Regions from separate parts of the Mus musculus genome. Here all the other regions are linked to region 5. A link is a contact called in public HiChIP or PLAC-seq and promoter capture Hi-C data. All regions are on one chromosome and are shown on one strand. Each heading gives the region's core, a stretch centred on a gene start, on an enhancer-like site or on the middle of the called end of the contact. The rest is flanking DNA. Distances are from core to core; before and after follow the strand shown. Region 1 holds the start of Rogdi (rogdi homolog). Region 2 holds the start of Ubn1 (ubinuclein 1). Region 3 holds the start of Mgrn1 (mahogunin, ring finger 1). Region 4 holds the start of Nagpa (N-acetylglucosamine-1-phosphodiester alpha-N-acetylglucosaminidase). Region 5 holds the start of Crebbp (CREB binding protein). Region 6 holds the start of Anks3 (ankyrin repeat and sterile alpha motif domain containing 3). Region 7 holds the start of Nudt16l1 (nudix (nucleoside diphosphate linked moiety X)-type motif 16-like 1).

Region 1 (3,301 bases), core at 32-2,531, 800 kb before region 5:
AGCCCAAGGGAAGGGGCCGTAAGGGCCTTGGGAGCAGTGAAGTGTATGGGCGGCTCCTTCCTGTTTCCATTACGCCAGGCTCTTGAGCTGGGCTACCTGTTCAGCCTGCTCTACACAGGTCCCCTGCATGTCCCTCTTCCCCTTTTCCTTCCATGGAGATATTTCTGTCCCATCCTCTTTTGACCCAGCCCCAGCCTGATCAACACCAATAATAAGCATTTCCTAGATGAGCATTTCCTAGGCTGGGCTTTTGATGAGGAACCTTACTTCTGCCAGTGGTTCCAAGTTCTGGGTTTTTTGGGACTTGAAGCATTTCTCCTTGAAGAGGGGACCAGAGAGGCTTAGAATGTCACACGAGAGGAATCACCCGAGGAAGCCTTCCTCCTCATGAGTTTGGATTTTCAAAGCCACGATTTAACTTTTCCATCTGGGATAAGGATCTCAGGACATGGGCACGGGGCAGGGGATGCTTGTGGAGTTCAGTGCAATTGTCCATTCACTGGGATGCTGAACAGTTTCTGTCTGGACACAGCCTGTCTTGGTCCTGGGGGCTGGGGGTGGGGAAGATGCTGTAAGAAAACCGGTTAGTCAATGTTGTCTTAATATTGTTGACAATTCTGTAAAGTTCCTTTTTATGACTATTTCTGTTTAAGCTATTTCACCTTTCATTTTGAAACCCTTTCCTTTTATGGAGAAAATGTGACACTGTGGAAATGCTTGTAAGAAAGCCCCTACTCCCGCTTTTCCTTGAAATGACAGATCTAGGTGATTACGGTTGTGAATTTTTATTTTCACTTTGTTTTTAATGAACATTTGTCTTTCAGAATAGGATTGTGTGATAATGTTTAAATGGCAAAAAAACAAAACATGATTTTGTGCAATTAACAAAGCTACTGCAAGAAAAAAAAATAAAACATTTCTTGGTACCATAACTGTATCATTGTACCCAAATGCTAGGGGGACCTAGGTAGGAGCCAACTCACCTGATTCTTTCCCGGTGGAACCCTGGGCGGGCTCCATCTAGCCGGACAATACTGGAATAACTTGATGGACGGCCCCGCCGACCAATCAGTGGTGGCCAAAGCCCGGGTCCCTGCTGAAAAACAGGGATTGAGGCGGGCGGATAGAAGGCGAGGCGTGGCCTATCCGTCTAGCCACTCACCAGCCAGGACTAGAAGCTACAGCCAGTCGCTTGAGGCGTAGCCGGCTTGAGGGCGGAGCTTGTGCCCTATTTGCCAATCGGTCACGGGAGGAGGCGAAAAAGGGGCGGGCGTTGCGCGCCAAGCTCCTGACTACAGACCTCAGAGACGGTGCGCGGCTAGGAGGATGGCGACCGCGATGGCTGCGAGCGCCGCGGAGCGGGCAGTACTGGTGGGACGCGCTCGGCGGGCAGGGGGCGGCGGGCGGCCAGCCGACCGGCGGCGGGGATGGGATGGGTTTGACGCCGCGCTGTCCGCAGGAGGAGGAGTTTCGCTGGTTACTGCACGCTGAGGTGCACGCCGTGCTGAGACAGCTGCAGGACATCCTCAAGGTAACGCTCCCGCTGGTCCCGCCCGGCCTGCCATCCTTCCTATCCACCGGGTCCTGCCAATCGCACACAGCAGATGCTGAGCGTGACCCGTGCAGATACCCACTTCTGAGAGTACAGTTCAGACGCAGACATGCTGGCATGTAATTACACAAGCAGTGGGCACCAGGTCTTGAGTGTGAACTATCTTCGAAACTGACATTTATCTGTGAGCAAGCAGGGTAGTGGTGAAAGCTTGTGATTTCAGCACTCGGAAGAGTGAGGCTAGAGGTTCATGAGTTAGAAGCCAGCCTTAGGCTCCATTGTGAAACACTGTCTCAAACAAAACAGTCTCAAAACAACACTGATAATCCGAGCTCTGAAGTGATCTCAGCCAAGTTACCCGGATTTCTGAGCCTGTTCCCTTACCCTAACCAGGCTCACACGTCTGTTTGTGAAGATAAATAAACTATCTCACAGAATGCCTAGGACAGTAACCTAGCAAAGCCTGTTACTGTGACTACTGATTGTCTGATTCGGGGACTCTGCTCCCCACACATATCACAGCACTCCAGCTTTCTAGGCACTGTGCCTCTCTGTTCTGTGTTCCACCTGGCTGCTCATGATATACTCAGGACTGGAATGAACGGGTCTGAGCTCATAAAATCTTGGAGGTTTAGTAGGGCAGAGGCAGAGGGGCCAGGTCAGGCCTGCCCTCCTCGTCCCTTCCCCTGCTAACCTGGCAAAGTATCCAGGCCTTGGAATGGAACACTGGCCAGACTGAGGTGAGGTGTTGGGACTGCGCTGTCTTCCACAGGAGGCCTCTCTCCGCTTCACTCTCCCAGGCCCCAGCACCGAGGGCCCTGCCAAGCAGGAGAACTTCATCCTGGGCAGCTGTGGGTGAGCTGGGTTGGGCAGGAGCCTTTGGAAGGGGTGTACACCTGGGGGGAGGAAATGCCCAGGGTACGGTGGGGCAGCCTGCAAGGGGAGGGAGCAGTAGCAGGCGCTCCTCTGACTCGTGTGTGTTACAGCACAGACCAGGTGAAAGGGACTCTGACTCTGCAAGGGGATGCCCTCAGCCAAGCGGTGAGTCCCCCAACAGTCCAGCTGGTGACAAGGATGGTGATGGCTTAGCTCTGCCACCAGCTAGCTCTGTGACCCTGGCTCTGACCCTTGTTGTCTCTGACCTGTTTCCTTGTATGTCTGTAATGTCACAGGCAACCCTCACACTACCTCATGAGATAGGCTTTAGATCCCAGGAGGGGAAGGACAAGAACCTGATGGCATTACACTTAGTTCAGCCTGGCATCTGGACCCTGTGAAATACAAACTTTGGAAGCCTAGGCAGGCTGGCCCCGCATCAAAGTTGAATGAGCCACCACCCTCTGATCTAAGGCCTCAAAGGCCCTGGGGGACAGCCCGTCCCCACGGTTCAGACTACACCACTACCTCCTGTCCAGCTCTTCCCCTTTCTCAGCTTCTCTCGCCCCCCCCCCCACCACCACCACCACCACCACTTTGTGGTTCTTCCTGGGTCTGAGTTCCTATTTCTTGACATTCCTCTTTATCTCCCTCCTGGCTGGCTGAGGCGCCTAGGGCCTCAGCCATCCCCCCACTGCATTGCTGGCTCACAGGATGTGAACCTGAAGATGCCTCGGAACAACCAGTTGTTGCACTTGGCCTTCCGGGAAGACAAGCAGTGGAAGCTGCAGCAGGTGAGGTCCAGCACTCAGCCTGGGCGGCCCAAGGCAGGCCCGAGCCAAGGCCTCCCTGGACAAGTCTTGCAGTGGGGAC
Region 2 (3,198 bases), core at 191-2,690, 840 kb before region 5:
TGGAACCTCACTCTGTAGACCAGGCTGGCCTCGAACTCAGAAATCCACCTTCCTCTGCCTCCTGAGTGCATGTGCCACCACTACTCGGCTCCTGTCTTATTTCATTAACTAGAATTACAGGACATTAGACAATGTATCCTTTGTTCTATTCCTGACTTTGATGGGATTGTTTCTAAATTTAGTTGTAAAGATTTACATTTAAAGACAAGTCATTACAATATTCTTAAATTCCTGGAAAACTCTAATTTCTAAATTAAGAACATTTGTCAAATTTTATGAAATCTTAAATACACTTTAAATGGTCAGTTCGTGTTTAATTAACACACAATGTAAATGACAGTCCTTGAAAAATGTGGTACTTCTTCCAAAGAAAAAACAAGCTGGGGTCAACCACCCAGCTTCTCCACCACACCATCTCTCAGAGCAATTGACAACCAAAGCCTCTACAAGGACACTGCTTTGGGGAAAGGGGCGTGAACCCGTCACCTTCCGAGCAGGCGTTGACTTCAGAAAGTACAGCTGTAAGTTAAGTCCACCCTGACACAGACTCCTGCCGCCTTTTCTTGGGTGTGAGACTTTTCTTGCTCAAAGTCGAGCTTCAACTCGGTCTACGGAACTTAGGGCAGCCGCCCTGCCCCTCGGCAGGTACCAGTTCCCATTACTGTCACCTGTCTTCCAGCTGTCAAAACTTCTTGCAAAGTGTCACACTACTTACGAAGGCTAACGCGGGAGGCTGGACCAGACCGCGGCGCTCACCGTTGTCCCCAGAGCCGACGCGGGCCGTAGACGTCCCCCCGTGGTGGTCCTCATGCCGGCCCGGGACCCTCGGGTTGCGGCGCGGCTCAGCGGCCCGCTCCCGAGCGCTGCAGGCGGGCGCGCGGAGGGCCCGCGCCGCGGCCCATGGCCGGCTCCCCAGCCCGCGGGAAGGAAGCCTCTCGACAAACTGCCGCTTTCTCTTGTCAGCCAGCGGGGGGAGCCGAGATATGCCAAGTCCACGTCCAAGAAAACAAGTCGGGCGACGCCGAGGACGCTTGGCGGGGACGCCGCTCCGGAAGCCGACTGTCGAGCTGGGCGCTCCTCAGCAGTCTGGAGCTCCCGCCCCGAGCGCGGGCTCGCGGGCAACCGGGGCCTCTTCTGCCCCGGGCTGGGACCGAGACTGGCTTCCAGGCCGCGCCAGGGTCAGTCAGGGCAGCAACCGGACTCCAACACCTATCCGCCCGGGACCTCAGGCTCGGCAACGGCCCGGGGCCCGCGCCTGCCTAACAGCCGTAACGGAAGCAGCGGGAAAGACTGGAAATGAGTCTAGAGTCCCGGAAGCGAGCGGGCAGCACAGTCGGCTCCCTTTCGCGCTAGTCCGGCCGCGCCGCCTCCGCCGCCGCTGCTTTGGACCGCGGATGCTTCGTTGTCACGAGCCGGAGGGGAGGGGGGAGGCGGGAGCTTGGAGTCTCTGGGCTTCGACGCGCTGAGAGCGCGGCGCTCAAGTCACGTGCCTCCAAGCAGTCCAATGGACGGCCGCGGCGCGGTGACGTCAGCGCATCCGCTAGGCGGATGACAGCAAACACCCGTCACGTGGTCAGGCCAACTCCAATGGGCGGTGCCGCGGCGACCTGAAGTTCCCGGCTGCCCGTGCGGCGGCGGTGGTTGGGTGGTAAGATGGCGGCTGTGAGTCTGCGGCTCGGCGACTTGGTGTGGTGAGTCCTGGCGACCAGCGCTGAACGAAAGACGGCGCGAAGCTGCTTTTCCTGGTCGCAGGGTTGCCAGCTGGCCCAGGAGTAGTTTTATTATGCACTCCGGACGGCGGAGAGTGGGGAAGAGGAGGTGCCGCCGCGGTGTGAACGACGCTTGAGCGGAAGAGGCTGTCCGGTCCCCGGGGGACCGAGGCCGAGAGGGGCCGCGGCGGTCCCTGCTCTGAACCCTGAGGCCATCCCAGGGGAGGGTTACGGCTCTAGAACTCTGGCTCCAGCTGCCACTGCAGAGAACTCTGGCGTGGCGTGGAGTCCCAGGGTCTCTCCGGACCTCCTCTCAAAGCAGGAGAGGATACCTTGCTAGAGACAGAGCCGTCCATACCCGCGTTCGGTTGGGACAGACGTGGGCTCGAGGCTTGGTTCCAGGTGGCGAAATCCGACTGCCCGGCGCTGCCCCATGAAGAAACCGAGGGGAGGGTGACTTCTCCTTTGCAAATGATGGCTAGGCGGTGATCCAGTGCCTCTCGTTCTGTTCCTTGTGTCCCCTGCAACAGCCAAAACCAAGAGTGACCATTGTCTCCTTGGAACTGCGTAGTTTCCCTACCTAGAGGAAGGTTTCCATGATCATTTGTCAAAGGAAAGCCGATCATGGGGTGAATTAAATCAGTCTTAGGGAAGTCTGTGTTTACAGAGAGAAGTTTCCAACACTCTCCCAGGGAGGTACCAGACCAGTGACGTCCTGATGGTTTTGTTTTTCTATGTTCCTTCTCGGGAAGAGTGCACAGATCTCAGGCACACACACACACACACACACACACACACACATATATATATATATACAGTTTTGTATGTAATATGTGAGGGCCCTGAGCCCAGCTGTGAAAGACCCATCTGGTTTGCCTGCTTTTGTTCTGGCCCTTTTGTTCAGCCTAGAGTTAGAAGCATAGATTGCTTGTTGAGTGGGCTGAAGGAGATGGACTGGCTTTTCCAGGGCAAGTTCTGACTGTTTGTATTATTTTCTCTAGGGGGAAACTGGGCCGGTATCCTCCCTGGCCAGGAAAGGTGAGTGCATTGTTGGTTTTAAAAGAAGGTAGTTGAAGCTAAGGGAGAGGGTTAACATGTTGAATTTCCTCCATTCTCTAACACTGACTTAAAATGGGCTCATTTTGATAAAATGTAGTGTTTTGCCTCCAGTTATCAGTCGGTTTTGAAAGTTATAGCATAAACCAGAGTGTTTAAATATGAGGTAATCACTTCAGTCAGAGGGCTTGTGAAATTGGTTGGTTTTTTATCTTGGAAATCAATTGTAATCAAAATGTAGCATGCTAAAATCTAAGGATGAAGAAACAGATTCTCCAGGAAGAGGGAAGTCTAAATGTAGGTTAGTGAAAAGCTAAAGTATTTTTGTCCCAACTAAGTTTAAATCTTCTTCCCCTGTTACCATATGTGCTGCTCCAGTGCATCTCTGCAGAAGATGGCATTCCAGATTTTTCAAGAGGTGGTCCATCATAGC
Region 3 (3,145 bases), core at 234-2,733, 670 kb before region 5:
GATCTAAAGGCCCAGCGTTCTACCCCGCCAAGAAGTTGTGTAGAAGTAAATGTAGCTGACAAGGCACCAGGCATTGCTGTGTGTAGCAGGACACACCTGTAGTCTCAGCACCAGAAGCCTAAGGCTGGAGAACTGAGTACCAGGCCAGCCAGAGCTATATAACAGGACTTTTGTCTTAGAAAAAGGCCTGGTCTAAGAATGTGACTAAGTTAATATAATGCTTGACTACCATGCACAGTGCGCTGAGTTCAAGTCTCCAGCACCTCATAAAACAGGGCAAAGTGCACATTTCAAATCTCAACACTGGGAGGGTAGAGGCAGGAGGACCAGTGTTTGCTCAATGTCACTCTCATAAGGAGTTGGAGCCATGCTGGGCTACATGACATACTGTCCTTATTTTAAACACATACACAGAGAGAGAGAGAGAGAGAGAGAGACAGACAGAGAGAGAGAGAGAGAGAGAGAGAGAGAGAGAGAGAGCAGAGACTATGAATGAGAATAGGAGCAAGGCTCCTCTGGGATCCCACATCTGATATCTGATGCTGGTTCCAACTCTGCCCCCATCCAGCTCCCATAATCTACCAGTGAGTCTGCCCTGAATGAGAGGGAAAGGTCAGTAGTTCTCTCTAACCATTCAAACCATTATCCTGTCCTCCAATGGAACCCAGCACCTCCCTATCGATCACCTCCCTAGGTCAAACACCAGTGTCCCTCACTCGCACGGGAAGAGGAAAGCCTGGGTCCAAATCCTAATGAGTTGTCACAATCCAGGGCCGGTCTTCATGCCTCCAAAGCCGGCACCACCGGGTCGGTGGTGAGGGTGTCCTCACTACCAATGCAGTCTGATCCCAGAGATGCCAAGTATCGGTGCATACACAAAGTGAGTGGCCCAAGGTCACCAGTTAAAAAGAGGCCGCGCAAGGTGCGTCTGCGGCCAGCAGGGCTAGCCAGGGCCGCAGCCACGCCTCAAACTCCACAGGTACCGGGAAGGGGCACAGGAGGAGGGTCCGCGACAGGGCAGGGCGCTCGCGCGTCTGATCCCCGGGCCTCCTGGAGTCCCCAGTCCCCGTTCCAGCCCCCTTCCGCGGTCCGCGTCCTCGGAAGCTCACCGGACTTCGGAGGGTAGCGATAGGCCGAGTTGGCCTGTATGTCGATGTCCTCTACGCCCGCGATGCGGCGACTCAGGATGGAGCCCATGGTGCGCGTTTCTACCGGCCAGCCGGAGAGGAGAGGTTGTCGGCTGCGGCGTCCTCACACGGACATGGCCCAAAACAGGCCGCACCAACGCGTACCCACCGCCGCCACCGCCGCCGCCGCCGCGGCACCTCTCCACAGCCCCCGCCCCCGGCCGCCCCGGCCTAGGCCCGGCGCCCCGCCCCCGCCCCCGCCCCGCAGTTCCAGGGGAAATGGAGTCCAGGCCAGGCAGCCAATGCGCCTGCGTACTACGCTTCCCAAGCTTGCCACCACCACCACCACCACCACCACCACCACCACCACCTCTCACGTGAGTAGCCACAGTGGGTCGAACCAAGAGGCTCCGGCTAAGGGGGTTATCTCCTTCACACGACGCTAACCTCGGCTGCCCAGCTGGATACTGAAACCGGAATGCCTCAGTCCCTTCATCTTCTGTCTACATTTAGACACCCTCAGAATTTCGAGCGTCTCCCATGTAAACCAAGTCTGAAAATGTCGACAATTCTACAGTAGCTCTCCCCCACTTCCCGAGGTTCTTCTCCCATCCTCAGCCGCAAAGGGAATACCTTTAACCAGAGGACAACTGGGTAACCACCAAGCCTTGGAGCCTTGGTCAAGAAGTCAAAACATTAAAAAATAAATAAATAAATAAAAAGCCGGGCTTGGTAGCGCACGCCTTTAATCCCAGCAGAGGCAGAGGCAGGCGGATTTCTGAGTTCGAGGCCAGCCTGGTCTACAGAGTGAGTTCCAGGACAGCTAGGGCTACACAGAAACATTTACAATGGACACGGAATTTTCAGAAGACAGATTTCTCCCCCTTTGACACATAGGGAAACTGAGGCACAAAGCAGGGCAGACGGCAAATAATATGCTAAAAGCAAGTTCAGAAAAATCAGGATACGGATTGCAACATTAATTTACAAGCTATGCCCTGGCTTCTCTCACACACACGCACGCGCGCACACACGCACTGCTTTGAGGATGCCAGGGTATGTTTTTATGATTCTCAGAGGAGTTGAGTTTCTTAGAAGTGCCTCCCATCTTGAACCTGCTGTTCCAGGAGAGCAGCTAGGGAGACCAGCAGGTAGTGAAGTATCAGGTGGTGACTTCACCATAGTTCAAACTATACTAAACCTGAATGCAAAGTCCTTGAAGATCCTCCCCCTGTCCCTTGTAGATAAGGTGACAAGCATAGGCCTTAAGTGAAGACCTCAAGTGAGCAAAAAAATACCCTCGCGCGGTGGGTGTGCCTCGGTGCGGCCTGGTCTGGGCCATGTCTGTCGTCACCCCAACCTCTTCTGCTGGCCAGCAGAAATGTGCATCATGGGCTCCATCCTGAGTTGCTGCATCGTAGGTACGGAGGACATCAATTTTCAGGCCAACTTGGCCTATTGCTATCCTCCAAAGTCCGGTGAAGGAAGAGAGAAAATATCAAGAATTGATAGGCTGAAGCCTGGCGTGGTGGCGCACGTCTTTACTCGGGAGGCAGAGGCAGGCGGATTTCTGAGTTCGAGGACAGCCTGGTCTACAAAGTGAGCTCCAGGACAGCCCGGGCTATACAGAGAAACCCTGTCTCGAAAAAACAAAACAAAAAGAATTGATAGGCTGAAAGCTGTGTGAGGAGGTGGCCAAAATGGCTGAATGATGGAATAATATATGTAATTGAATATAATAATATTCAAACCATAAAGGGCTAGTGCCACTCACCAGAGACAAGACTTCCCTCGAGACCATGTTGTTGAGACCTAGTTGGGACCCTCCAGGACACCAGAGGTCCTCCAAAGTTCAACTAAGGAGCAGCAGAGGGCAGCCAAGAAGTTAGATGAGAAGCTACATTTCCTGGCTGGAAACTCTTTCCTCTTACACTGGAAGCAGAGATTCACAGTCTAAGGCATAATCTGTCTGCACCGCCCGCCATCCACCTCCACTGTGCCTCCCACCCAGGCACCCT
Region 4 (3,144 bases), core at 511-3,010, 990 kb before region 5:
AGACCTCAGAGTCATTTGTGAAGAGCTGTTTGCTGGCTCTTAGCTGTGTGAGCTTCTAAGAACTAGCACGCCAGCCATGCAGGCTCTCTGGAGATCTCAGAAGAATCTGGGCTCAGTCTGCTGCCTGCCTCTGAGTGGCGGTGGCTGTTGGACATCTTAGACATCACTTGGCTTGTGGCTGCCCCTCTCCAGTGGCTGCAATGCCTCCATGTGGCCCTGCCTCCCCTGTGTGTATCTGCCTCTTCTCAGTACAGCAGTCAGACTAGGTTTGCAATCCCCTGAGTTCTAGGATGACCTCATCTAAACAAATTGTGCCTAAGAAACCCAGACATACAAAGAAACCCATTCTGAGGCCTTGCAAAGACCATGAGTTTTGGGAAGGACAAGGCTCAGTACAGATGGCTGAGCCTGATCACACACAGACCCCAAGAAGCATGGCTCTGGTTTCAAGCACACACACTGCTCACTGTAGACAGAAAGGGGCTTAAACCTATTCAAATCCCTGGCACCTACTAGATTGACAATGCCCCTGAGGAGGTCAGGAACTGGACTTTGCGTTGGGCTCTGCCTTTGGGTAAGCCCTAAGAAGAGCAGCCTCTGACAGGCAGCACTGAAGCACAAGCCGTGCTTCAAGGGGACACTCGCCAGGAGGATCCCAGGCTCGGGACTTACTATAACACAGGACACTTGTCACCTGAAAGCTTGAGTCAGTCAGTTATTATGGTCTGTGTGTGAGATACAAGTGGGTGCATAGGCAGTGGTGCACACATGTAGATCAGACTTTCTACAGCCAATTCTCTTCTTCCTCCTCTCCATGGGTTCAGGGTCTTCATCTCAGGTTGCACAGCGAGTTCATTTATGTGCTGTGCCATCTCGCCAGTCGTTCCTATATCCTAGAGGAAAACTAGTTTCTTCTGGTCAAGAGGAGGAAAGAGTGGAGACCTGTCATTCTAAGATACCCAAAACAGGGCCAGGTTGGGGACCTGTGCCTTTAATCCCATCACTTGGGGATTAGGTAGAAGCAAGAGGCTCTAGACCAGTCTACACACTGAATTTCAAGCCAGCCTACCTATAAATCAGAGACCCTGCTTCAAAAATAAAATTAAACAAAAACGAAGATAAACCAAGCTACCCAAAACACAAGAGTTAATCCAGTCAGACAGGTCTAGCAAATGCTAGGATGAAAGGTGTGCACCACCACGAGTGGGCTGCAAGCCTCTCTCTCTCTCTCTCTCTCTCTCTCTCTCTCGTTTGTTTTGTTTTTCGAGACAAGGTTTCTCTGTGTAGCCCTGGCTGTCCTGGAACTCACTCTGTAGACCAGGCTGGCCTCGAGCTTCACTCTTAAAAGTTCCTCTTCCTCCTCCTCCATCTTTTCCTCCTCTTACCCCCTAGGCTCCTTTTCCTCTTCTTGTCTTTCAGATAAAGTCTCAAGTAGTCCAGACTGGTCTCAAACTAACTAACTAGCCAAGAATAGCCAACCTCTTAACTTCCGATTCTCCTGCCTCTGCTGAATGCTGGGGTTGTGGCGTGGGCCACCACTTCTGGTTTGTGCAACACAGAAGGAACTAGGGCTTTAAGCACGAGAAGCAAGTTCTGTACAGACTTACACAGGCCCAGCATCTGTTCTTGCAATTTTCTGTAAGTTTGACATAATATGAGAATAAAAAGCTATCTATCTCCCTTCCAGCCTTACCCTCTCTGATGGAATTCGAATGCGTAATCAAAGCACCCAACAGCCTGGCCTGGAATCACGTGGGGCGAGCCCACGTGACCGGAGCACCAATCCAATATGGCGGCGCCCAGGGGGCCCGGGCTGTTCCTCATACCCGCGCTGCTCGGCTTACTCGGGGTGGCGTGGTGCAGCCTAAGCTTCGGGTGAGTGCAGCCGCCGGGGCCAGCCTGGCTGGGGTCCACCTTTCCTGAGCGCTCTCAGGCACAGCCCTCCGACCTCACGATCGCCCCGTCCCTGCAGGGTTTCCCGCGACGATGACCTGCTGCTGCCTTACCCACTAGCGCGCAGACGTCCCTCGCGAGACTGCGCCCGGGTGCGCTCAGGTAGCCCAGAGCAGGAGAGCTGGCCTCCGCCACCCACGAACCCCGGCGCCAGCCACCACGCGGCCGTGCGCACCTTCGTGTCGCACTTCGAGGGGCGCGCGGTGGCCGGCCACCTGACGCGGGTCGCCGATCCCCTACGCACTTTCTCGGTGCTGGAGCCCGGAGGAGCCGGGGGCTGCGCGCAGAAGCGCCGCGCTACTGTGGAGGACACAGCCGTCCCGGCCGGTTGCCGCATCGCTCAGAACGGTGGCTTCTTCCGCATGAGCACTGGCGAGTGCTTGGGGAACGTGGTGAGCGACGGGCGGCTGGTGAGCAGCTCAGGGGGACTGCAGAACGCGCAGTTCGGTATCCGACGCGATGGAACCATAGTCACCGGGTGAGGAGGCAGGGAGCCCCGGGGCTGTAGAGGGCAAAGGGTCTCTGATGTTCTTTCAGAGCCATGCCTCCGAGTCCAGGTCCCTAACCAAACTTCCTGTCTTTCTTCTTCCGAGTAATGACGCTGACACCTTCCTTCCTTTAAGTTTATTCATGTGCCACTGAATAATCTGTGATCAGGCCGTGTGTGGGGACTTGGGGAGGCGACCGTGAGCCTGAACACAGTTTGTGCCCTAGTGAACTTTGTGTAGTATTAGAGAAACATTTCGTGTTCAACGAAGCCATGGAACCAATTGGAAATAGTGTAGAGTTTATGGAGCAGTCCCAGACAGCTAGCTGGAGGCCTTTTGCTGTCCTGATAAAAATCCAGGTTAGACAAGGAGCTTGTTGAGGGCAGCCTTTGGAAGTTTCTGTGTTTCTTGAAATTTGACAGCAGCCAGAGTTGACAGCAGGCAGGCAGGAGTAGAAGGTAGCGCCATCTGGTGTTCCAGTTCTCTTCCAAGGTTCCGTTTTTTGCCAAGGCTGGGAAGTGGGCTTTCCCCAACTCTTCTCAGCCCTTGGTTGCAATTTCTGGGCCTGCCCATGTATCTGGTTCTTCATCCTTCAACATCAGCCAGTGTCACCACTGTTGATCTTAGGTTTTCACAGATCCTAAAACTTCTGCCAGTGACCAGCGCCTGCAGTTTCTCTTCCCTGGCTCTGTCCTTCAACCTC
Region 5 (3,278 bases), core at 554-3,053:
ATGAAACACAAGAAAAGTTTATGTAAGAAGTTGCCTCAGTCAAAGGACAGCAGGCACCATGATGGACAACACAGCAGGTGGCTGCGGTGTAAGGTGGAGGAGCTCATTCTTCAGGTAAAGAATGTGGGGGAGACTAGCTGCATCGTGGGTGGATGGGGAGGGAAGGAGGGGTCTGACTCACAGGTTTCTCGCTTAGGAAATAGGGGTGCTGCTGATACCTGGAAGATAAGGACTTCCGAGTCAAGCTGGCAGGTTTTGAGAGAGTGTTAACAGAGATGGGAAAACTTTAGTTTTTGAGGAGGTGTGTGGCACACCCAAGTGAGAGGGTCTCCCTGTGATCCTACATTTTTCTGGGTACCTGCCAAAGCCAGGGTGGTTGTCCGAAGTAAGGAGTACCCTTAGGAGATCGAAGCCCTTGGTCTTGGTACCTGGGCCCATCTCAGATCCAGGAGGTAGAGCTGACAGCCTCTCCCTTCAGGTGACAGCGTTGGACATTGGACCTGGCCCTATCGTTTTTGGGCTTGGGAGTGGGCGCTCAAGAGCCTTGCGGTGCCCTTGCAAACTTGGGAAGCACAAGGAAGGGGTGGACTCTCGGCCTGTCATTTTCTCCCTCAGTGATCTTAGAGAAAGTTGCTTTGCCCCTTCCTGCCTCAGTTTCCCCATCTGCACACAGACCCGAGGACCCTCTGTAACCTGCAGGCGCCACTTCGCCATTACTAGCATAGGGCGCGGGGAAGAGGCGCAGGTTGCGGTGGCGTCTTCTTAGTCCGATGTCACCCTGGAGGCTCGCAAGCAAGGAGCTGCGAAGAGCCAGAGCTGCCGGGGCGGGGCGGGACCGGACGGGCTGGGCCCGGATCAGCGCTGACTCCGAGCCTGGCGGGGGGGGGGGTCTAGGCTCGAGCCCAGGGCGCCCTCCCCGCGCGTGCCGCGTTACTGACAGCGTCAGAACAAAAGTGGCCGTCTGCTCTGCGCACTTGGCGTCCCGCAGGCCGGGCCTAGCACCGCAGCCCGTCGCCTCACGCATCGCCGCCGTGCCTTCGACCCTTCCACCCGAGCGCGCTCGGCTCTTTCCGCCGCGGCCGGCGCAGGTGGAGGGGCGGGGCGGGGGCCGTGCGTGGTGACGCCGCGGGGGGGGTGACGTACAAGCGTGCCCCGCCCCCTCCCCCTCCCCGTTCAGGCTCTGGAAAGAGAAGAAAAAAAACTTTCTTTTTTTTTTTAATTGAGGAATCAACAGCCGCCATCTTGTCGCGGATCCGACCGGGGCTTCGAGCGCGATCTACTCGGCCCCGCCGGTCCCGGGCCCCACAACCGCCCGCGCACCCCGCTCCGCCTGGCCGGCCCGCTCCGCCCGGCCCTCGGCGCCCGCCCCGGCGGCCCCGCTCGCCTCTCGTCTCGGCCTCCCGGAGCCCGGCGGCGGCGGCGGCGGCGGCGGCGGCACGGGGTGGGGGGGCCGCGGCGCGGCGGCGGCCCCGCTCGGCGCATTGTTTTTCCTCACGGCGGCGGCGGGCCGCGGGCGGGCGGCGGAGCCCAAAGCCCCCCGGTCGTCCGGCCGCGGGCGAATTCATTAAGTGGGGCGCGCGGGGGGGGGGGGTGGCGGCGAGGCGGCGGCGGTACCACCATGTTCCCGGGCGCCGCCTGAGCCGCGGGGCCGGGCGCCGTCGCTGCCAGCCGGGCCCGCGGAGGCGGCCGGGCCGCTTGGGTGCCCGGGCCGCGGAGTGTCGCGCTCGGGAGGCGGGCAGGGGATGAGGGGGCCGCGGCCGGCGGCGGCGGCGGCCGGGGGCGGGCGGTGAGCGCTGCGGGGCGCTGTTGCTGAGGCTGAGATTTGGCCGCCGCCTCCCCCACCCGGCCTGCGCCCTCCGCGGCCCGGCCCGCGCTCCTGCGCTCGCTCCTCGCTGGCTCGCCTGCTCGCAGCCGCCGGCCCGACCCCCGTCCGGGCCGCGTCGCGCCGCCCGCGCTCAGGGCTGTTTCCGCGAGCAGGTGAAGATGGCCGAGAACTTGCTGGACGGACCGCCCAACCCCAAACGAGCCAAACTCAGCTCGCCCGGCTTCTCCGCGAATGACAACACAGGTGAGGCTGGGTCTAGGCTCGCTGTCAGAGTTCGGGGCAGGGAGGGGGTTGAGGGTCGCAGTGGCCAGAGACTCTGTCCCGGGCCTTGGGATGCGCTTCCCTGGTCGGGAGGAAAAGTGAAGCGGGGGCGCGGTCTAGTGTCCGCACGCGTGGCCGGCCGGGATGACAGCGGAGGGGACCTTGGAGGTTTGGAGTAAGAGAATGCGACCAGAGGCAATGAGGGCTTTCAGGATCGGACCCCCCACTCTAGGCGGTGCAGTCGCGGACACAGCTGCTGCCTTCTTAGTTGCGACGAGTTGCGACGGAGAAGTTTCTTGGAATGTGTTGCTTGGGAAAACGCTTAGTGGTTATTTAGAAAGTCTTGATTTTTTTTTTTTTTTGATCACCTAGTATTTTTTTTTCTCCAAAACCCCAAACCTCATGTGCGAGTTGTCATCAAAGTTGCTGTGGTGTCTTTCATTTACATACGTAACCTTAAAAAGAAGCTAGCAGGCTTTTAAAAGTCCATTTGGGCTCCAGTCTGCCTTTGAGGTTGGAATGGTTTTACACTGGAGATGAAAAATTAAAAAATTAAGGACTTTGAATCTTTCAGGGAAAGAGAAAAGCAAGATAATCTTAAATCTTTTCCCCAACTCACAAAATAGCTTCCGTGCAAACTTTCTTAGGTGATCGGATCGGGTACCCAAGACTTCCCTGTTCATTCAGTAATTCAGAGTACTTCTGGACAGCTCTGATAACCTTGCCAATTATTCGTATTTCCCCTTTTAAGCTCTCCTTCGAAATATAAACTCGTATGCTGCTGTGAACAATGCCGGCTCAGCGCAGCTAGCACTTTTCCAGTACGTACTTGTAGCGGCATCTGAAAATCAGTTTCTGATGAATGGGTCCAAATCAAATTACATTGCTGCCTGCAGATTGGCGCTAGATACAGATGTTCAAGTTGTGGAACTCTGTGACTTTATACAAGTGTATTTAAAAATATTTCTGCTTTTGAAACAAAACTTAGATTTCACGGCTTCAGTTTGAAGTGCTCCTGAAATCCAGTCATGAAAGGAGAATGTTAATGTAGAAATGAGAGGGGAGTATTCTCCCTCCATCATTTTTCAGGAGATTTTTGTTGACTTAAAATTTGTTGAGTGGTAGAAAGGAGTAAATAAATAATTCACAGGTAGGTAGGGAAAAGTCACTTTTCTTTTTAAATGACAAGTTG
Region 6 (3,247 bases), core at 737-3,236, 750 kb before region 5:
CTGCATTAAAGCCAGCACTGAACAACGGTAGTGAAGAGGCACAAACTAGTCACCTTGCTTCTAGAATCCTTGCTCTTCACTTGAAATGTCCTGTGCCAACCTATGTGCTGAGCGTCTGACCAGTGGATCACAATGGATCCCTCTCACATGTATAAATGGCCACTGATACTGTCAGTGACCCCCCGGCTCACCTCAAGTGGCAGAATCCCTCCCAGACCATACCATGTGGCCTTGGCAAGGTTATCACTCTCAGAGCTTGGAGCTGGACCCGACCGGACCCAACAGAGTTGAGAGCAGTCCAACAGCAGGGTGGGAAGTCCAGGGCTTTGGTACCGAGTCCACCTGGGAGTTAGGACCACAGGAGGAGTGGCCTTGGAGATACAGAGCACTAATATCCACACTCAAGAGTTCTGGCAAACCCAGAGAGAAGCCTGGAAGAAGTGGATACCCAGAAGTAATCCCAGACACTGATGAGTGAAAATAAAGTCCATAGACCAAAGTGGGGTCTGTAGAGGAGTGCCCGAAGCTGTCCTTGCCCAGGCTGGCAGTTAATATCCAGGAGAAAGCTCTTGCTCACCAGGGACGAGTCTGAATCCAGAGATGGAAGCTGGTTTTTGGCAGCCTCAAGGATGGCATCCCAGGGAGAAACTGGCAAGGACATCACTGCTTTGTCTTTGGATGTCATGGGGGCCAGGACTCAAAGGACACCGTCTGTCATCATCAAGGAGTCCTGTGGAGCACACAAGGTGAGGTGGCAGTGTCTGGGTGTTCAAGGAGAAACTAGCATTGGTAGCCTTCCCAAAGCCTTGATCAGCTGTAGATGAAAATGCACCCGCAAAAATTCTAGTTTCTACCCATTTCCTTCTGGTTCTGCAAACTTATGTCACTTGGTAGCAGGACTGTATGTGTGGGTATGTGCAGTCATGAGTGCACAAGATGGTGGTGTCCTCTACTGCTCTCATAGAGGATCACAATTCAGTTTCCAAAACCACAACTACTTGCAACTTTAACCTCAGGGAGAGCCCGTCTCTGGCGTCCACTCGTATCTGCACTGGAGTACACATACCCACCTTCACACCCATACACATAATTAAAATACAAACTAATTCATTAATATAATTAAAAATAATCTTTAGAATTAGAGGTTTAAGATCCATTATTCAAGAGATTTTTTTTTTTAGTCATCACTCAAATGAGTCTCTATAATCCAGTCGCTGGCTCAGCTCCACCTTTTATATCTCACCCTAAAGAAAACACGTTCAGTCCTCAGGGGCAGAGGGACTTTAGGATTGTGGGTGAAGGCCTAGCAAGCGGACCAAGCAGATCAGCTAACGGTGCCAAACCAGAGCTGCGTCAGAGGAGTGAGTGGGGTCTTAGGGCATTTGAGCAAGGACGGGTGCTTGGCTGTCCTGAATTGGGAACCACAGGTGGAGACGCTTTTGGTATACGCACCAAAAGATGTTTCCTACCAGGGGCTTTGGCGGTAGGACACAGAATCACCGAAGTGAAGGGGGCCGCCCAGGACTGATCGTCCTTTAGGTGTGCAAGGCGGGGAGGGTTGAAGGAAGGCTTGACCCGCAGAGGAAAGAGCATGGAGGAGCTCAGAAGACCGAGCGGCTCAGTGTTTCTCCTCAAAGCCAGTTGGCCCCGCCTCGCCCCGCCCCGCGCCAGGCGTCGTTGTCAAGGGAACTGGAAGGCAGCGGGACGAGGCAGTCCGTGCTAGAGCCGAGGGGAGGGTCTCATTCCCTGCCACCCGCAGCCAGGACCCACCCATCGTCGCGTGGGTTTCCGCGGTCTCCCACTTGCCTCAGCCGCTCCGCCCGCCCACTTGCCTTGTCCCCGTGCTGAGTACGGCCACCCACGGCGGCCTGGCGACTCGCCGCCTGCCTCTCTGCCTCAGGATTGGCTCCCGAGCGAATGGGCCGGTATCTGCCATCTCATGGGCTGCTGTGGCGTGTCAATAACAGAACGTCCGTCACCTTCCCGGGATGCTCTGCGCCGTGCGAGGATTACTTCCGGGGTGGGCCGGGCGCAGGGCTGTCGGCCGGTGAGGGGCGAGCCGCTGTCGCTGGAGGGTGGCCCGGGAACCTGAGGCCTTGCAAGGTAGGCCGGGCCGCGGCAGGGCCCTCTGAGAGGTGGGGCCCAAGGCGCCCTGAGTCTGCTCGGGTGGGCAGCCCTGGCGTTTGCCTGTCGCAGGGTTTGGGGACACGGGCCCGCCGCCGTGGTGCTAAACTAAGGGGTCACGCGAGGTGTCGGCCAGACTGCTGAGCCACACGGGAGCCTGCGGTCGTGCATAGTCGCCGGGACCGCTAGGGTCGGAACTGCGTCGTACATTTGGGCTGCAGGGGCTCCCTCGAGGCCTTCATGGATCTCTTGGAGGAATGACAGTTGCCTCCAGAATAGAATTTTTTTTAAAACTAAGATTTAAGAATTTTAAGAATAACTTATCAGGGCTGCAACTGAAATTCTGAGAGAGAGAGGTGCAGAAGACATAGAAACTTTTATTTTACTTGAATCGATTTTTTGGGGGTGTTGGTTTTTTGAGATTGTGGGCGTGTCTCACTGTGTAGACCAGGCTGGCCACAGACTCACTGAGATCTACCTCCCAGATGCTGAGATTAAAGGCCGGTGCCACTACGCTGGCGGGTTGGATGTTTTTAGTGTAAGCATCTAATGTTACCCAGGTTGTCCTTGAACTCAAAGGCGGTCCTATTGTCTCAGCCCCCCAAGAGCTGGAGTTGCAGGTGTGAGTTCTTCCAGGGTTCTGCTAATCCGCCTATGGTTTCCAGTTTGGGGAAGCACGTGTCCATTCTGTTGGTTCAGACTAGGTTAGGTGCTACTTGAGCGCAGGCCTTGCAGCAGGAGAAGCTGGTGTTTCCAGGATACAGGCCTTGTTTTCACCTTACCAGCCCACACACATCACTCATCGTGAGACTGGCAAACTGTTGTATGTTGTCCTTTTTATAACTTTTAAAAGTAAACTTATGTCCTTGCAAGTTGTGTATATATAGTGCTTATCACTGAGATAGATCCTCAACAATCTTTCTACTTTTTAAAAACATATTTGTTTTAATCTAAGTACACTGTAGTTGTCTGGTGATTGTGAGCCATGTGGTTGCTGGGATTTGAACTCAGGACCTTCAGAAGAGCAGTCAGTGCTCTTGACTGCTGAGCCATCTCTCCAGCCCATCTTTCTACTTTTAAAATATTTTAGTCTCACTAAGTTGCCCAGGCAGGCTTGGGATTT
Region 7 (3,219 bases), core at 527-3,026, 730 kb before region 5:
CTAACAGAGAAATCCAACAAGCACCCAAATAAACATCTTGCCCCACGCTGGGTCAGGCTCTGGGCTAAGGGAAAGAAGGGTTGGTCTAACGTGGGTCATCTCTGTTGGGCAAAACCCATGACCAGTCCAGGATCTGTGTTCCAACCAAGTGGTTGCCTTCGAAGAATGGGCTCTAGCTGGGACTCCACTAGTCATGAACAGACTCGCACAGGACAGTTTGAGCCCTGGGATGGGTGAGAGCATCTTCAGCTTGAAAAGTTAGGCCCAGGCCCACCCCCACTGACCAACCTGAGAGTGTAGCTAGGTCCCAGGGACTGCTTGGGACAGTAATGATGAACAGCTGCCTGCATGTCCCTTGCAGTCAGAAGGGATGCAAAAGCAAACACACTAGAAGGCACGCGTCTCGGGAATTCCAGGGCCTGTGGGCAGAGACAGCCAAGGGAGGGCAGGGACCTGCACAAGAAGCACCTCAGGATGAGGGCGGGAGCAGCTTTTCTAGAGCCTTCTTCTGCTTCTCTGTTGCTGAGGCCAAGGCCTCGGCCAGCTTTTCCGAGGGCATCATGTTGAGTACCTTAAGGGCAAATAGAAGTTGATATTTGGCAGTGCTGACGAAGGCGTTGCTCAGAAAGTTAGGAAAGCCGCCTACTCGATCCTTCTGTGTGTACAGTGGGACCCGTACAAGGCCCAGGACCTGTGGGACAGAGGGCATGAGTGGGGCTGGGCTCTTCTTGTAGAGGCAGGACCCTGGCAGAGATGCCTGTCAGCCACCAGTTTGCCAAAGAAACAGGGGAGACCCAGGCAGGGTCTGGCCAGGCCAGGCTGGTGGCAGTAAAGTGCCTTCTCTCCAAGTTCCAAGGTCAATCCTATGCACTCCCCACCCTGTCTGGCAGCAACCCCCATGATCCCTGGTTTCACTCCATGCCCCTTAGACCACAGAATCTACAAATCCCCCAATTTCCTCTCAGGAGATAATCCCAAACACTGCATGCAACCCGGTCTTTTTGGTCTCAATTTCCCAAGCAGGCCCTGTTCATCCCTTCCAGTGACCCCAAGCCCCACTCCCAGGATTGACAATGGCAGACAAGGCAAATGAAAACAGCCCATGATCCAGATCCCAAGTCCCTTTTCCCACCCAGCATAGCCAGGGTGAGGACCCTGAGGGGTACTTGTTACCCAAGGTGCCTTCTGTGGTGCCAGAGCCAAACCTCAGGAGTGGGAATGGGGGCGGGCCCCAGGCAGTAGCCCCACCTCCAGACCGTGGTCCCGTGAGTGCACAGCGCTGATCTCCACAGCATGCAGTTGTTCCAATGTCAGCTGCCGTGCGTACAGATGTGCCACCACACGGTGTGGACCCTCAGTCAGGTGTGAACTCAGGTAATCAGCTTCGGTAAGGCGTAGGCCGCCCAGGCCCAGGCCCAGCACCCGATTCAAGCCATCCTCCAGCGACCAGAAGCGCCGGTCCACGAAACCCCCGGGAAAGCCTAGCAGCCCGTCGAAGCGCATCTGCATCTGCAAGGTAAGCTTGGTCAGGACGTGGGGTCCACTGGGCGTCCCAAGCCTGTATCCGCCCTGCTTGCCCGCCCAGCTCCTCACCAGCACTGAGAAACGCATGGGGATACGTCCGAAAAGCTGCCCGGGGTTGGCGGCGTATAGCATGGCGTGGCATGAATGACTCCAGCCGGGCCCCAAGCGCATTGCTTCCTCCCGACTGATCTGTTTCAGCTCCGGAACCGTCGTGGTCGACATCTTGATGTGCTCCAGGCCCACTGCCCAAACGAGCATGCGCGACCCCGCCCACAACACCAGACCCAATCCTCGTGCTTCCACGTGCATAAAGCCCGCCTCCACCAGTCCTGTGCTTCTGGGGTTGAACCCAGGAAAGACCCTGGCGGAGGCGGGGTGGGGTGGGGGTGGAGTTATGTAGTTCGCCACCCTCCAAGTTGCAGAGGAGACCCCACAACCACCAGAAAACTACAGCTACCAAGACGCACCGCACGGAGACCAGGTTGTCCTAAGCAGGTAGGTACACTGATTATCAAGACGTGTCAGTCTCCAGTCCCGAACATCCCTGAGAGGGCATCTGAAGTCTCAATATCCACCTCATCCATGAGGGGGCTGGTTTTCCCCTGAGCTTCACCCAGAGCTTGTGGCTCCACTGCCTATGAAATCATGCCTTAAAAAACTTAAATGTCTAAGTGACTCCAGCTCAAGTGACAGGGGACCTAAGCCTTACTTATGCTTTGCCCCTCTCTGGCACATTGATTAATGTTCAGTAAACATCACAGGAGTTGGGATGGGTATAAGAACTAGGACCACCTGCCCACCTAGAGGCTAAGATTCATCAATTGCCCAGTGGAGGTGAGCCAAATTCCAAGTCCAGTTTCAGACACAGCAAGCAACAAAATAGCAATAAACCATTGTCTATGTTTGGAGGGGGCACTCACTGCCCCTCTCACACAAGCAAATGAAGGCAGCAACAAAACCTGTCAGGAGTTCTGCCAGAAACCACTCTAGTGTCCTGTCACTACACCAAAAGCCAACAATGCTGCTGCCTACATAGTGCTGTGCCAGAACAAAGGCACACATAGAATATTGCTGCATGATTTTATTACTATAAATATACAGTAAAAATGAACCCAAACTAGCCAATCAGAGTACATCAGATGATAGTACATGTGAGTCTGAGACAGGTAAGTGTGTAGGCTGCACCCCATCTTTCAAAGTACTGGCACCAGTGCCACGGCCAGAGGCCAGGATGTTGGCAGGTGAGAAGTGGGGGAGTGAGCATGCACATGCTGACATGTGTGCACATATGTGCATTCAGCAAGAGAGAGAGATGGATGTGCAGAGCTGTGCTAGGAAGGAGCAGGGTTAGAGTCAGAGCTCGAGCAGCCCTGAGCCTAAAGGGGTCTCCATGCACTGCTACAGGCTGTCACCTGGGTGAGTGGCAGGGCAGTTCCTTAAGCTGAGGTCCCTCTACCAACCCACCAGGGAGCTGCACTGCCTGGGGCACCTCTGCTCTGGGGCCACTCATGGGCCACTTCTGCCTTGGAAACAAAGTATCACTAGGAGCCTGCTTCTAGGTGGGCTCTGACAGGAGCCTTAGACAATCAATCAGTAAGAAGCTTACAGGCCAGGTAACTGGCAACGGATCTGCTATGGAAGCTGCTCAGGCTCCTCCCTGGCAGGTGGTGGGCAGTGCTGCCCTGCAAGCACAAA

The links. Promoter capture Hi-C pulls out the DNA fragments that hold promoters and counts their contacts. HiChIP or PLAC-seq counts read pairs in DNA pulled down with a chosen protein or histone mark.
Region 1: a contact with region 5 is called in a promoter capture Hi-C map of pre-B cells, with 3 times the contacts expected there. The contact joins the promoter of Rogdi here to the promoter of Crebbp in region 5. A contact is called at or near these places in 2 of 39 promoter capture datasets (liver and pre-B cells) and 1 of 9 other capture datasets (liver).
Region 2: a contact with region 5 is called in a promoter capture Hi-C map of pre-B cells, with 6 times the contacts expected there. The contact joins the promoter of Ubn1 here to the promoter of Crebbp in region 5. A contact is called at or near these places in 4 of 39 promoter capture datasets (cranial neural crest, erythroid cells, liver and 1 more), 3 of 484 Hi-C or Micro-C datasets (CD4 T cells, CD8 T cells and regulatory T cells) and 2 of 115 datasets of contacts at active chromatin or transcription factors (memory CD8 T cells and thymic regulatory T cells).
Region 3: a promoter capture Hi-C map of pre-B cells shows a contact between it and region 5, with 3 times the contacts expected there. The contact joins the promoter of Mgrn1 here to the promoter of Crebbp in region 5. A contact is called at or near these places in 6 of 39 promoter capture datasets (cranial neural crest, embryonic stem cells, liver and 3 more), 5 of 484 Hi-C or Micro-C datasets (CD4 T cells, CD8 T cells, the G1E-ER4 cell line and 2 more), 6 of 115 datasets of contacts at active chromatin or transcription factors (embryonic forebrain, embryonic stem cells, memory CD8 T cells and 3 more) and 2 of 9 other capture datasets (adipose tissue and liver).
Region 4: a contact with region 5 is called in a promoter capture Hi-C map of pre-B cells, with 4 times the contacts expected there. The contact joins the promoter of Nagpa here to the promoter of Crebbp in region 5. A contact is called at or near these places in 1 of 39 promoter capture datasets (pre-B cells), 1 of 484 Hi-C or Micro-C datasets (CD4 T cells) and 1 of 9 other capture datasets (liver).
Region 6: a contact with region 5 is called in an H3K4me3 HiChIP or PLAC-seq map of bone marrow-derived macrophages, with 5 times the contacts expected there. The contact joins the promoter of Anks3 here to the promoter of Crebbp in region 5. A contact is called at or near these places in 1 of 39 promoter capture datasets (pre-B cells), 2 of 484 Hi-C or Micro-C datasets (CD4 T cells and CD8 T cells), 3 of 115 datasets of contacts at active chromatin or transcription factors (bone marrow-derived macrophages, pancreatic cancer cells and thymic regulatory T cells) and 1 of 9 other capture datasets (liver).
Region 7: an H3K27ac HiChIP or PLAC-seq map of thymic regulatory T cells shows a contact between it and region 5, with 4 times the contacts expected there. The contact joins the promoter of Nudt16l1 here to the promoter of Crebbp in region 5. A contact is called at or near these places in 3 of 39 promoter capture datasets (cranial neural crest, liver and pre-B cells) and 1 of 115 datasets of contacts at active chromatin or transcription factors (thymic regulatory T cells).

Annotation. Positions count from the first base shown.
Region 1 is chr16:5,011,533-5,014,833 of GRCm38.p6, reverse strand. It overlaps Rogdi (rogdi homolog), which reads left to right and starts at 1,281. Exons shown (of 11, transcript NM_133185.2): 1 at 1,281-1,371; 2 at 1,460-1,531; 3 at 2,325-2,407; 4 at 2,539-2,593; 5 at 3,142-3,222. The coding sequence starts at 1,327. It overlaps Glyr1 (glyoxylate reductase 1 homolog (Arabidopsis)), which reads left to right. Exons shown (of 16, transcript NM_001079814.1): 16 at 1-932.
Region 2 is chr16:5,048,299-5,051,496 of GRCm38.p6, reverse strand. Ubn1 (ubinuclein 1) reads right to left here and starts at 1,440. Exons shown (of 19, transcript NM_026666.4): 1 at 716-1,440. Glyr1 (glyoxylate reductase 1 homolog (Arabidopsis)) reads left to right here and starts at 1,587. Exons shown (of 16, transcript NM_001079814.1): 1 at 1,587-1,691; 2 at 2,711-2,747. The coding sequence starts at 1,654.
Region 3 is chr16:4,884,438-4,887,582 of GRCm38.p6, reverse strand. It overlaps Mgrn1 (mahogunin, ring finger 1), which reads right to left and starts at 1,483. Exons shown (of 17, transcript NM_029657.4): 1 at 1,110-1,483. The coding sequence starts at 1,197.
Region 4 is chr16:5,202,628-5,205,771 of GRCm38.p6, reverse strand. It overlaps Nagpa (N-acetylglucosamine-1-phosphodiester alpha-N-acetylglucosaminidase), which reads left to right and starts at 1,760. Exons shown (of 10, transcript NM_013796.3): 1 at 1,760-1,875; 2 at 1,973-2,431. The coding sequence starts at 1,790.
Region 5 is chr16:4,211,929-4,215,206 of GRCm38.p6, reverse strand. Crebbp (CREB binding protein) reads left to right here and starts at 1,803. Exons shown (of 31, transcript NM_001025432.1): 1 at 1,803-2,068. The coding sequence starts at 1,984.
Region 6 is chr16:4,962,976-4,966,222 of GRCm38.p6, reverse strand. It overlaps Anks3 (ankyrin repeat and sterile alpha motif domain containing 3), which reads left to right and starts at 1,986. Exons shown (of 17, transcript NM_028301.4): 1 at 1,986-2,103. It also overlaps 4930451G09Rik.
Region 7 is chr16:4,937,668-4,940,886 of GRCm38.p6, reverse strand. It overlaps Nudt16l1 (nudix (nucleoside diphosphate linked moiety X)-type motif 16-like 1), which reads right to left and starts at 1,776. Exons shown (of 3, transcript NM_025839.4): 1 at 1,594-1,776; 2 at 1,249-1,509; 3 at 1-691. The coding sequence starts at 1,746. The coding sequence ends at 470. It overlaps Mgrn1 (mahogunin, ring finger 1), which reads right to left. Exons shown (of 17, transcript NM_029657.4): 17 at 2,591-3,219. Gm16861 (predicted gene, 16861) reads left to right here and starts at 1,302. Exons shown (of 3, transcript NR_037666.1): 1 at 1,302-1,516; 2 at 1,723-2,019.